Linked DNA regions of Gossypium hirsutum: region 1 is linked to region 2. A link is a contact called in public Hi-C data. All regions are on one chromosome and are shown on one strand. Each heading gives the region's core, a stretch centred on a gene start, on an enhancer-like site or on the middle of the called end of the contact. The rest is flanking DNA. Distances are from core to core; before and after follow the strand shown. Region 1 holds the start of LOC107945693 (probable N-acetyltransferase HLS1). Region 2 has its middle 26 kb from the start of LOC107940530.

What was found. Hi-C and Micro-C count contacts between places; a contact is called where the count stands out from the background.
Region 1: a contact with region 2 is called in a Hi-C map of leaf, with 4 times the contacts expected there. The contact joins the promoter of LOC107945693 here to the enhancer-like site in region 2. A contact is called at or near these places in 11 of 34 Hi-C or Micro-C datasets (callus, fibers, hypocotyl and 2 more).

The regions. Positions count from the first base shown.
Region 1 is chrA12:39,348,132-39,351,485 of Gossypium_hirsutum_v2.1, reverse strand. It overlaps LOC107945693 (probable N-acetyltransferase HLS1), which reads right to left and starts at 1,558. Exons shown (of 3, transcript XM_016879791.2): 1 at 983-1,558; 2 at 677-852; 3 at 1-574. The coding sequence starts at 1,165.
Region 2 is chrA12:39,247,920-39,251,271 of Gossypium_hirsutum_v2.1, reverse strand. No RefSeq gene overlaps it. Among protein-coding and RNA genes, the nearest start is that of LOC107940530, 26 kb to the right of the region's middle. Within about 2 kb of position 1,866, at least 1 of the 9 cell types and tissues checked has an H3K27ac peak or open chromatin away from gene starts, as enhancers often do. A contact at or near this core is called in leaf, where this site is marked.

The sequences.
Region 1 (3,354 bases), core at 309-2,808, 100 kb before region 2:
ACCGAACGGCTTGAAAACTTCCGGAATCGACGGTAACCTCAAGAACGGCAACAACTTGTCCGCTATCCTTGTCGTTTTAGCCAACGTTTTCCTCATCCTCGACGCGCCCCGAACTTCCAACCTAAACACGTCCTTGCAATTCCACACACTCAAAACCGCCCATGACTCTGGCGGGTCGGATAAAAACTTATCACACCCGGCCCACGTTTCTTGCGTATAGCAACATCCACGTGGCACTGCCAAAAAGGTTCCCAGGCTGAGTCTGTTATTAAGCACCGAGTCAATGTCGCGAGGGAAGAACTCGATGGTGGAGAAACGACGCCGATATAGCGACTCGGCGTCGGATCGGGATAGCTTAATCAGAGTGACTCGGTTGGAAACAGGGAGTCGATGGGCGAAAACGGGGTTAACCAAAATGGAAGGGGTACGGAACTTGGAGTAGCCGCATTTATCAGTGAAGAGATTAACGGAAGCTTGGTTGTCGTTTTCCGTGGCTAAGTAAGAGTATTCAGTGCCGTTTTGGACAAACCACTCTTCCATTCTTAGTACCAGCTTTAACCCTATTCCCATTCTCCTGAGAAATTAAAAAAAAAAAGAGAAAAAAATTAAGACCATTGATTACTATAGGTTTTAACGTATTAAAGGAATGTTAATGATTGGGTGGAGCAGTAAATACCGGTGCGAAGGGGAGACCCGAAGGCCTAAAATGTAAGCGACTTTGGTGTAAACAGGGAGAGGTTTGGAGGGATCATTGGTTTTGGTATTCCGAGAGAGCTTTTTGCCACAAGTAACGGTTTTTATGCAACCTCTTATCATCCCAACTATTTCTTTGGTGGAGCTTAATTCAGCCACCTGTTTGATTACATAAACCAATATGAGTGTTTGTTTGTTTTTTTTCCTTTAAAAAAAAAAGACAACAACGCAAGAAGAAGAAGAAGCATGAAGCATGGGATAGTAGTAATGGAGGGAAAAAGAGTAGTACCAGCATGAGAAAAGCAGGGGAGTGGCGGACCCGGCAAATAGGGTCACCCAAGAGGTCGGTAAAGAGAGAGAGTTTGCCGCTGGGACCAACTTCACATCGTTTTTCAACTTCTTCTACACTTGCTAAATCTTTACTAGGATCAAACTCCCGTACCACTATAACGCACTCATCATCACCTCCCATAATTTTCCTTCTTTTTCACACTCTATATTATAGTGAAAGTGAAAATGGATGGAAAAGGAAACAAGGGTTTATATAGGTGAAAACGCAGCTTTTTCAAGGTCAGAGAGTATCCCTCAATAACGTCTGAAACAAGCAAAAGCAGTAAAGAGAGAAGGTGTAGAAAGCTTAGGACTTCGAGATCATAAGAAGAAAAAGCTAAGCTAAGGGCTTCTTGTTGTGTATGTATTTTCTTCTTGGGTTTTTTTTACTTGACATAGGAGAGGAAATACGTAGAAGTTGATGGCCAGAGCAACAATTGGTTTGAAGCGGCCTTTAAATATTGGTTGGCTTCTTCTTTTTACTATTTATCTCTAGAATCCCTAAACTTTCCTTTTCTTTTCTGGCTTTTTTTATTTAATTCAGTGCTTTAAAAAGTCTCTATCTCTCCCTCTCTCTTGTCTTTCTGTCTGTCTATATTATCATTTTTCTCTCTCTCTCTTTCTTTTTAAAACTAGTAACGAAAATATTATCTTTTAGAAAGAAAGTTAAAATGGGAGAGATAGTAAATAAATGGAAAAATAATAATAACAATTTTCATTATTAATAATCACAAAAAGGGTGGAACTGGAAATGGCGGCTATGGCTGCGCAGTTTTATTGGTTTTTTTTTCCGTTTTTTCATTTTAATCTTTTAATTTCTAAGGATGGAGGCATTGCCATCATGCCCCATTTGGCAATCATTTCCCTTCCCTCTAATCTCCCCCTCCTCCAATTCCACCCACCCATCCATCCATCCATCCATCCATCCATCCATCCATCATCATCATCATAATGAATATCATGACCATCGTTTCCACTTACATAACGACTTTACTTTGTCGTTTCATGAAAGATGAAAATTCTCTAACTATTTTCCTTTACATGTTCAAAGAAAATTAATGTTTTAACAACATTTTTTATTTTACTATATTTTTATTCACCCATTAAAATATTTTATATTAAATTATATTCAATTATTTCATATATTTTATTTTTATATTTTTTAAGTTTAAGTTTTAAATAAACGACTAAGCTAGAAATTAATATATTTTTTTACTCAATCTTGCATGGAATAGTCATTATTTGGTGAAACTAAAGAATAGTTATTACGGGAAGACAAGTAATAGAAAAGTAATAGTCAATCCATTAAATGAGTATTATGTTCAACCAAACAAATTAATGAATATGAAGAACCTTCAGGACTAGTGGACCATCGATGCCTTCATTATCGGAGTGTAGAATGAACATGTGCAGTACTCCTTTACTGATAATAGGCATAGAGTTTAGCAGACTTATATGAGCGGGCTTACAAGTTCGTGGAGGTAGAAGAGATTAAGAGGGCGACGCGTGACACATTTCAAAGAGATGGTAGACAGTTCAGAGAAAGAGAAGGAACTCGCAATAGACAGGGGTCACTCAATCAAGCTTTGCGTGCCCGAGACGACGGGCAGCAAAAAGTGCAGACACAGGATAATTCTCCTAAGGTTCCTTAGGGATCTCAACCCAAGCAGATAAGAAGATACATCCCTCAAGGCAAGTTTGAAGCCAACACTCTATTGAACACTACTCGTGGTTATATCTTGAATCAAGTAAAGAGTTTAAGTATCCTGCCTAACCCATCTCCTATGAGGCACAGTACGAAGAGGTCAAATTCCAGGGATAGATGTCCTTTCCATGATGATATGGGGCACAAAACTGAAAATTATTTTACTTTGAAGGATGCTATTGAAGAGGAAGTGAGAAATGGTGAGCTCACCGAGTTTGTGGATTAGGGTACTACTTAGCAGCGTCAGAGTTCTTGTGGTGATCCCAAAGGTAAGTAGAAGGTCAGAGGCACTATCCATGTGATTGTAAGCATAGATGAGGATTGAGAAAGTTCTAATGCGAAGAGGAAAGCTCACATGAGGTGTGTCATGTTAGCTCATGCACCCAAGAGACAGTGTTAGCAGGGAAAATGGAGTGTTGAGTTTGGTAATGACAAGTAGGAGCTAGTGTGCTGTAACAGCCCAATTTTGGGGCTAGTTAGAACAGTAGTTTCGGGACCATGAATCCGATGTAGAAAAATTTATTTTTATTATATTTTTATGGTCTATATATTTATGGAACTACTTTTTAAAAATCTCGTTCGAAAATTTTGACGTTTGGGCACTCAATTGAGTCAAAAGGACTAAA
Region 2 (3,352 bases), core at 617-3,116:
TCATGACTAATATCATTAAAGCCTGTTAATTTATGAGCACAACTTGGGTGCACTAATTACAAATCATAGTTAAGTTGAGCAATTTGATGGTTCCTGATCATCATTGGATTTATACTTGCTTAAGTCATTTACGAGGACAACTTAATTAGGCAATTTTCTCAAACAAATATATCAATTACCAAAAGGTTTAAGCACTAAACAAAATAGAATCCTTTCATTTCAAAATGTCATGCAACAAGTACAACAAATAAAAATAAATCAAGAGGTCGCACTGGTATTATTGGGATTAGCAGTGTCCACTTCTTCTTCTACCTCTTTATTATCATTTCCTTCATATCCAGTAACAAGGGCAACACTGGTTTCAACAAGAGTATCAACAAGATAAATTCTGATGGAATTTTTTCATTCTTCATCAAATTCCTCCTAATGAAACGAATATCAAAATCAAGATGGGCACCTATGAGATGACTCAGAGAATTAAAATTTACATTGTGAGCATCAAAGGATCTGCAATCCCTTAGGCATGCTGCAAAATATTTGATTTCAAATCTAGTGGATAATCCTAAAAATTTGGCATTGTTTTTGCCTTATAATTTTCCAAGGCTTCTTCATTATGCTTCTCCAAATTAACCATAGCAAGTTCATGCTGGTCACCCATGGGTTTGAAGGTCTCTTCGAAAACAATCTTACTAGCTCACATGCCTTCGATCTCTTCATATAATTTTTCATTGGATTTTTCAGAAAGATTGAGATGATATTCTAATCTTTTATTTTGCTCCACCAGTTTATTATAATCCTCCTCCAACTATCTGTGCAGTTCACGAGCCCTCTCTAAGGCTCCCTTGGTGGACTGGAAAGCAATCTCATACTCCATCTTTTTAGCCTCCTCTTCACTTAATACCTTCGGCGAACCCTACACTAATAATCCCAACTTGGGCCAGAGACACTTGAAGAGACAATACAAGCTCCTTCAATGATTACTTCTTTTCATAGCTAGATGATGTAGAAGGGCTAATGTAGTCCTTTACTTCTTCAGACATTGACTCTTTCTAGTTTTTACCCATCTCAGTGTGGTAGTAAGGAAATTTCTGCACACTTAAATGGTCACACCAGGGAAACAATGTTTGGGCTTAACCACCAGTAGACATAAACTTTAGCAAACACCTAGAAGGACCATGTTCAATAGTCACACCAAAGGCATCTTTGGTGGATGGTCTTGGAGGAGGTGAGGATACTAGTGTAGAAGAATCACAGAAGGGACTGCAACAGTGCTCGCCACAATACCAGATAATGTTGCATGATCCTTTCCTTTTTTTCGGCAAAGTTCCTTCAGCGGACTACCCTCGTATTCTCTACTTAACACAATGTTGGAAGCTCCAACAATAGTTTTCTGTTTCTTTCTACTACTCCCATTTCCTTCCCAAGCAGAAGCACCAGTAAGAACACCCCGTACATTTTTCGCAAAAGACCGTACGTCCATGTATTCATTGATTTCTTTAAATAAACTTGTTGATTCCCTTGATTCTTCAACGATACGAGTTGTGCCTCATCACCAATAAGTCTATTATTAGTACTAAATAGTAATCATAGTGGTGTTCACACTACCTTCTTAATCCCCTGTAGATTTGGAGGACTATGAGTGAGGTTTTAATTTACAAAAAATTATAAAAATAATTTCTAGGCTCCTTCACTTTTTTAATAAAATTAGCCCCAACCCACTGGTAGCTCCATATGGCCACGTGAACTCTATGGGCAAAACTGACACAATATCCACAACGTTCTTGTCGTCAACCAGTAACCATCCATTAGGGCTCAGAACTATAAGGCAGTGGTTACAATACATTCCTAGCAGTTAACACCTCCTTGAGCTCTAGTGAAGCCAAGCCAATTGAGCCTAGCCTACTTTAGATGTGATAGCTCATTGTCATAGGCATACACTTTTTTTAGGTATGGACCACTTAGTTGGAAAATCAAAACCAACCCCAAATTTGGTCCTCACTCATATGTATTTACAATGATTTAGCTAAAGGTTAGAAGACTAGTTGGAAATGATCGATTCACATTCTTCGCGAGGAGTAAAATAAACCTCAAGAACCTCTTTGATTATAGGCTTTGAGTTGATACAGATGTTGGAAAACAAAAATCAATGGTGAATCCTCTCGACGACCACAATCAATAAAATAGGTAGCCGTGACCTATCATGAGAAACCAAATAACTTCCTCAGAGCTATCTCATACTCATCAAGAACATGGCAAAAAAAGGGTGGAGAGGAGGAAGGCTAAAACCCGCTTCTAACATGTGCAAAGGAAGTAGGAAACCTCCTTTGGTATCACTTAATCGCCTCAAGCCTTCAACAACAAAGAAGTTATAAGCAAAATTGGATATTTGAATGCCTCGAATGGCCAAATGATGACTCATTTGTTCATACTTAGTGGTACAAGCATAGGCTTTCGCTTCCACAGGAACATTGGCTTCATGATGCTGCGAGTGCATACTCCTTGAACCATCGCAATTACCCTGACCACTACGGCCACCTCCTCTTGTCCTAACCATCATACCCAACTAAAATCATAACGACTAGAAGGAGTATTTGAAAATTTTAAGAAGTTTACCTTTGAATCATGATTCTGGTTCTCAACAGTGTCTCCTCTTCAAAAAAATCAAATATAAACAGTTCAATGCTTAGGTTTGAAACTAGGTCCTTTTAAAGAAATTCAAAGTCTGACGATTCGCATCTTCAGGAATGAAGGTCCAATCAACTTTATACAATTGTACCTCCCTTTAACACTTGGTAAAGCGTATACATAAATTTTAAACGAAAGGAGTATACAATAAGTTTCGTTCTCGAAAATCCCCCCACTTCGCTTAGCCAAGTTCTCAAAAGAGCCACTTTATAACTATTCTTCAAACAAAGCTGGGGACAAATTGTTATGGTATTCTCCATTACTGGCTTGCTACCCGACTAGGGTCAACTCGATCATTTTTTCTTTAGTAGTGATAGCCTGTATAGTTCACTTATATGAGTCCGCACGTGGTGGGTTCGCATCATCATACAAGCGAACCCACACTTAGGGAACACGTGTTGACATTAGAATAGGGTGCATGTTGGCATGCATAAAGGCCTACTTAGGACGTCACATCTAGAAATTGTGTCATATAAATAGAAAAATTAACTTCTATAAAAGATAGACTCAAAAAAACACTCAACACATATAGACAAAGCTTATAATATAATAATCAAGTTTAAAAAAGTGTCAAAAGGTTGGTTATATTTAATTTATCATTTTCACTAAATTCAAGAAAAACAATTTGTTAGTTATTTTTAAAATCACTTTAATCCGTACTATTAGA